Regions from separate parts of the Pan troglodytes genome. Here region 1 is linked to region 2. A link is a contact called in public HiChIP or PLAC-seq data. All regions are on one chromosome and are shown on one strand. The core of a region is the stretch at or near the end of the contact, and the rest is flanking DNA. Distances in the headings are between cores, read along the strand shown.

The links. HiChIP or PLAC-seq counts read pairs in DNA pulled down with a chosen protein or histone mark.
Region 1: a contact with region 2 is called in an H3K4me3 HiChIP or PLAC-seq map of stem cell-derived excitatory neurons, with 2.5 times the contacts expected there. The contact joins the promoter of CC2D2A here to the promoter of CPEB2 in region 2. A contact is called at or near these places in 1 of 7 Hi-C or Micro-C datasets (stem cell-derived neural progenitor cells) and 1 of 1 datasets of contacts at active chromatin or transcription factors (stem cell-derived excitatory neurons).

The regions. Positions count from the first base shown.
Region 1 is chr3:15,965,140-15,968,069 of NHGRI_mPanTro3-v2.0_pri, forward strand. CC2D2A (coiled-coil and C2 domain containing 2A) reads left to right here and starts at 1,292. Exons shown (of 37, transcript XM_063808637.1): 1 at 1,292-1,491.
Region 2 is chr3:15,484,337-15,487,429 of NHGRI_mPanTro3-v2.0_pri, forward strand. CPEB2 (cytoplasmic polyadenylation element binding protein 2) reads left to right here and starts at 1,333. Exons shown (of 10, transcript XM_016951363.2): 1 at 1,333-3,093. The coding sequence starts at 1,526.

The DNA of each region.
Region 1 (2,930 bases), core at 42-2,541, 480 kb after region 2:
TTGCTGCACCATCCTATGGTGCAAGGCAAGAGAACATGAGAGCAAGAAAGAGAAAGAGAGAAAACGAGGCCAAATTCATTCTTTTATAAAGAATCCACTCCTGCAATAATGGCATTAATGCATTTATGAGGGCAGAGCCCTACAGCCTAATTGCCTCTCATTAGGTGCCACCTCCCAACACCATTGTGTTAGGGATTAAGTTTCCAATACATGCTTTTGGGAAGACACATTCAAATCATAGAACATGGCATGCCACACAGGACCACATAGGGAAGAACCAGTGTTGGTCAGAAGGCAGAACGGAGACAGCAGAGTACAGCACAGAGCCTTTACTAGGGTTTTCCCAGGAAGGAATAGGCGAAGCAGGGTAGGGTGCTGCATAAATTTAGGAGTGGATAGCTTGAATAATCGTGGTATTCTCTGGGCTACAGTGGTCTGGTATCTGGACCTGGGGTGACTTAGGACAGGAGGAATATTGGCTTAGTGTGTGAGAGTTTGATAATGGAGATGGTTGGTTGTGTGGGCTCTGGATTGGTTGGCTTGTATATCAAAGGAGACTTTGCATATTTCAGGGGAATCATTTGCTATCTGTAGAAATTAGCTAACATAGGAGAATCAGTTTCTCCAGGATCAAGGCTCCAAATGCCAGAGCATCAAGAATACAGAAAATAAGAAGATACAGTCAATACACATACACACAAACATACACACACCATACACACAGACACAAATACACACAAACACATGTGCACATACACACTAGTCTATTGGAGTGTGTTTGCTTGGCTCCATTCATTCTATTACTCTTCCAGCTACTTTGCCTCCTACCTCTCCCTCTTTTTTTTTTTTTCCAACTTTTTTGAGCCATAACATTTGTATCCGTTTTCAGGAATTGCAGTGGGATTCAGAGAATAGGCAAACATTAAACTTGTGCATTCAACCTTCCACTTTTAACTGGAAAACACTCAAGTGCAACATTTGTTGGTACTCTGCAGCACCTCCACAGAGCTTTTGCTGCTGCCACGTTAGACAGCTTCACCATGTAATGACGACCTTTTAAGATTCTAAATCCCCCCACCTCTGAGCCTGTGCTTCATTGGAAATGCAAGACGATCGGATGACATGAGGGAGGGGCAGCTCTTAAGGCTTGACCTAATTTCCAGTGCTGCTCATGTTGATTTCTCTCCGTCCTTCTCCTGCAGGCTGTGCCTCTCTGCTTACCCAGCATGCTTGTACTCCACTACTGGAAGTAGCCTGTCACTTTAAAGGAAAAAAAAAAAAGCCACCGAGTGACCTTCCTTAGGAACGGGTTGCTAAGCTGGTGTTTTTGCTCCAAGACATGGCTGCAGCTTCCCAGGGAGGAGCCCAGGGGCATCTCCAACACTCAGCCTTTCCCTCCGGACCCTTTTAAAAGATTCAACAGCACCGTCTCTCTCCACTTCCGTCCTAGAATGCAGAATCTGCAAAGTGCCTTTTGTAAAGTTTCTTAAGGTAAATCAGTCCCTAACCGGACTTTGGGCTGCAACAGTGATTTCCTGTTTTCAGTTACCCGGCTTGAAGTTCAGCCTCTCCAGGATACCGTGAGACTGGATTTAATGAATTGTAAATTTAGGGGCTCTCATCGTTATTTATGTTTTTACTTCTGAAATGGGAACATAGACCATTACTTGGCAGCTTTGATTTGAGCTGCTATCTGGTATCTGGTTTGCAGGAAATGTAAGTCCAGTTCATCACAAGTCCTGAGTGAAAATGCTGTCTGACCAAAGCTCTGTGAAACATTAGCTGCGTGTTGCATTTATGGGCCTTTTAGTTCAAACTGGCTTAAGGGGAGAAGCACTAGTTACTGCAAAATACACTTTTCTTGGTATGAGACAGAGAAAGGGCTACTAACCACAGTGCTAAGAGTTGCTGTGCTTTCCAAAGACTTCAAGAAAATGTACTGGCTACAACTTAAGCTGATTGTTTGTTTCCCTTCATTGCAAAGAGGTGCTATGAAAAGCTAATAAAGTCAAATAAGAAATATGTTTGCTATTGCATTTTCATATAACCTTTTCTGCAAATAAATTCAGCACCAGCATGAAATCTCTCTCTCTATATATATATATATATGTATATATATATATATCTCCTAGAGCTCACTTATAGAGTCATTCATTCAAACATTTATGGAGCATCAACAATGCACCAGGCAATGAACTTAAGTTTAGAGTGTGCAAACATAAATTAGACTAGGTCAGAAGCTCAGAATTTGCTGGGAAAACAGACCTATAAACACATGATAAGAGTACAATGAGCTAAGTGCCATAAGAGATTTATAAAAACACTGAGAGCACAGTGGGATGACATCCAGGGAGGGGCTTCCAGTACTTAGCACATCATGTAAATGCACTGGTCATATATCACGTAACACAGCTCAAATATGGTACTCATGTGTACTCTTCAAGGCCAGTGTATATTATATCGAGCTGATTAAATGATTCTATAAAGCTATTGGTCACTAACCTTATGCTAAGGGAAACTGCAGCTGGAATAACTTGTAGAATAAGATAATGTATTCCAAAACAATGTATGTGGCACCTCCCCAGGTGTCCAAGCTCCAGGATGGAACAGAAAAATGTTCTCAGGGTGTGAGGAAGAAAATACTCATGGGTAGAAGTGCAGGAGGTTTCAGAAGCACCATAAATGGAAACAGCAAGGCAACTGCCCTGGGCCTGGCTGAAGGGAGGGAGACAGGAAACATGAGTTATGGTAGCTGGGGGTTGAAGATTGGAGCTGAAGGTGGGTGGGCTTGAACATCACCTAAGGTCTTTCTCATGACTCCTCTTCTATCCCCCAAGCTCTTTTCCCTCCTCATTCCTTTTTTCCACTTTCCCTCCCCACAATCACTTTTTCTTAGTAACAAAACCTACCAATATTGAGAGCCCAGTCTG
Region 2 (3,093 bases), core at 83-2,582:
AAGTTCACCTCATCATGTGGTATGGATCACTCTGTTATTCTTTATCTAGACCTTCAAATACTTTATGTAAAATGTTTCTATACAAAAGGAAACACAGGATTAGTTCCTCCTCTATTGCTTCTAAAGAGCTCTACCATGGAAAGCTCTCTCCCTTCCATTTTGCAAGTCTCAACAAGTCTGCTGCTGAGTCAGAACCTCCTTTTTTCCCTGATGTAAGAACTATTTCTCCCTTGAAAATTCATAAAGCTTAGGAATAAATTAGAGTCTCCCTGGGGGGAAGGGGCGGGGACGCCGGAATGAATGTGGTGGGGAGGAGTCCCACGCTGCAGCCCTGATGATGGCACACGAAACGCTTTTATGAAGCGGAGCTGGCCCGGGGTTACCATGGGAGCTCGCCGTGGAACCCGTTCCACGCATCCGAGTGTGTAAATAACCACGCGGAGCGTGTTTGTTCCAGGGACTTTGTTCCTTCTTACCCAAGTGAAAATGCCTGGAATATAGCCGAGGCTTCATGTTTACCCTACAGAAACACCCTCGGCGGCTTTAGGACGTCGGTGACAGCACTCCTACCAGCGCCTAAAAACAGAAACAAGCTTAGAGGGCGCTACCTAGGGCTACAAGGAGGCCCTAGATCGGGGACTCGGGGTCTAGAGGTGCGGGGCGAGGCGCTCAGCGGACTTCAAGCCGGCAGAGCCCAGACGCTAGTTCACCACAGGACCCCCGGGCTGGGCCGGGCTCCCGCGTTGCGCTGGGGGCCCCTCGGGCGCCTATTTCTACGCGGGCTCGCACAGTGCAGGCGCCGGTCGGGGTCCCGGGCCTCAGTTTCCCCCGCGGGCCAGCCCCGCTCTGGGAAGCCCGAGTGGTGCAGCAGGGCTTCTCCCCACCCAGGGCGGAACCGAGGTGACAGGAAGGAGGAGGCACCGCGAGGGGCGGAGACGCGTGCGACCCGGGCAGACTCTGCGCGGATCCCGCGCCAAGGAGGGGCCGTTGCCCAGGAACCGTCCCTCCCTCCCGCGCGTGCTTGCCCTCGTGCGCGCGCCCGCCCAATGCTCCCGACCACTGTTTGCCAGCCGACCCCCACCCCAACCGGCCTGTCCATTTCCCCGGGAGCGGAGAGACCCAAGGAGACACGCCGCTCGCTCCCGCCCTCCCGGGAGCGCGAGCGCGCCCTCGGCTGCGTCTGCATAGTAATGAGGGGCGGGGAGGGGCGACGGGGACGCGGTGGCCTCGCGCCCGCGCGTGCCGGGACGCACCGCGGGGGGCGGCGCGATTGTGAGGTGGCGCTGACGCACGTTCCGGGGTTCTTAAGCGGCCAGGGCGGCTACGGCGACTGCGACGGCGGCGGCGGCAGCGATCGCCGCGAGGGGTGGTGGGGCCGAAGTCGGTGCCCCCTGGCTCAGTCACGGTGTCCCTCTCTCACTGACTCCCCCTCCTTCCACCACGGCCGCGCAACCCCAGCGCCGGCGGCTTCCTAGGTGGGGCAGGGGACGAGGAGCGTTTCCTCCCGCTGCCGGCGGCCTGATAAATGAGGGATTTCGGGTTTGGGGTGCTGCAGACCGCCCCGCTCCGAAGTAGCAGTCCTGGGCCCCTGTTCAGCGGCGAGGCGTACGGTCCTTACGCCGTGGGGTCCGCCAACCCGCTGCCCTCCGCCACGCCCTTCGGCCCGCTGTCGCCACCACCGTTGCCTGTCACCGGCTTCTTAGAGGCCGCCTCCCCCTTCTCCATCCCCCTCGGCGGCGGCGCGGGTAGCCCGGCCGCCGCCGTTTCCTCTTCCTCCCCGTTCCTGGCGCATCAGCAGACCATGCAGGATGAGCTGCTGCTGGGGCTGACACAGCAGCCGGCGCGGCCGCTTTCGGGGGCGGCGGCCACGGAGAAACTCCCCAACCACCACCCCGGCGGCGGCACGATCGCGGGTGTGACCCACCTCCTCCCCTCCCAGGACTTCAAACCGAGTCTGCACCACCCCTCCTCCTCCTCCGCCTCCTCCTGCTGCTGCTGCCGCACCTCCTCCCCGCAGGACTTCAGTAAGCGGCAGCAGCAGCAGCTGAGCAGCCAGAAGAGGAAAGAGTTCAGCCCTCCCCACCTTCCCCACCCTCCGGACTCGAAGCCGCCGCCGCCTCCGCCGCTCCACTGCCCCGGTCGGTTCAGCCCGCCGCCGCCGCCGCCGCCAGCCGGCCCGCTCCTCCAGCCGGCGCAGCTCGCTCAGCGCCAGCAGCAACAGCCGCCGCAGCAGTTCAGCCTCCTGCATCAGCAGCACCTCTCGCCGCAGGACTTCGCCCCGCGGCAGCGTCCGGCAGACCTGCCCCCGCTCCCGCAGCTCCCTCCCTCGCCGCCTGCAGCCCCGCAGCGCCGCCACGGAGGCGCGGGCAGCCCTCGCAAGACCCCAGCCGCGGGCGAGGGCAGCGCCGCCGAGTCCCCCAATGCGGGCTTGGCCTCCTCGACGCCGGTGAACCCCGCGCCGGGCTCCATGGAGTCCCCCAACCACCCTCTGCTCAACAGTCCCAGTAACCTCCTGCCCGGAGGTGCGCTTGGCGCGGGCGCCTTCAGCAGCCTGCAGAGCCCGGACCTTCCACACCCGGGCGGCGGCGGCGGCGGCGGGGGCGGGGGGCCCCCAGGAGGCGGAGGGGGAGGCGGCTCCGCGTCGCCGCCGCCACTGCCCGGCTTCGGCACCCCCTGGTCGGTGCAGACCGCGTCGCCGCCACCCCAGCCCCAGCAGCCGCCGCCGACCCAGCCGCAGCAGCAGCCGCCGCCACCCCAGCAGCCGCCCCAGCCGCAGCCGCAGCCGCCCGGCTCGTCTGCCACCACCCCGGGCGGCGGCAGCGGCGGCTCGCTCAGCGCCATGCCGCCGCCCAGCCCCGACTCAGAGAACGGCTTCTACCCCGGGCTGCCGTCGTCCATGAACCCGGCCTTCTTCCCGAGCTTCTCGCCCGTGTCGCCGCACGGCTGCACTGGGCTCAGCGTTCCGACAAGCGGCGGCGGCGGCGGCGGCGGCGGCTTCGGCGGCCCCTTCTCGGCTACCGCTGTGCCCCCTCCGCCGCCGCCCGCCATGAATATACCTCAACAGCAGCCCCCGCCGCCCGCGGCGCCGCAGCA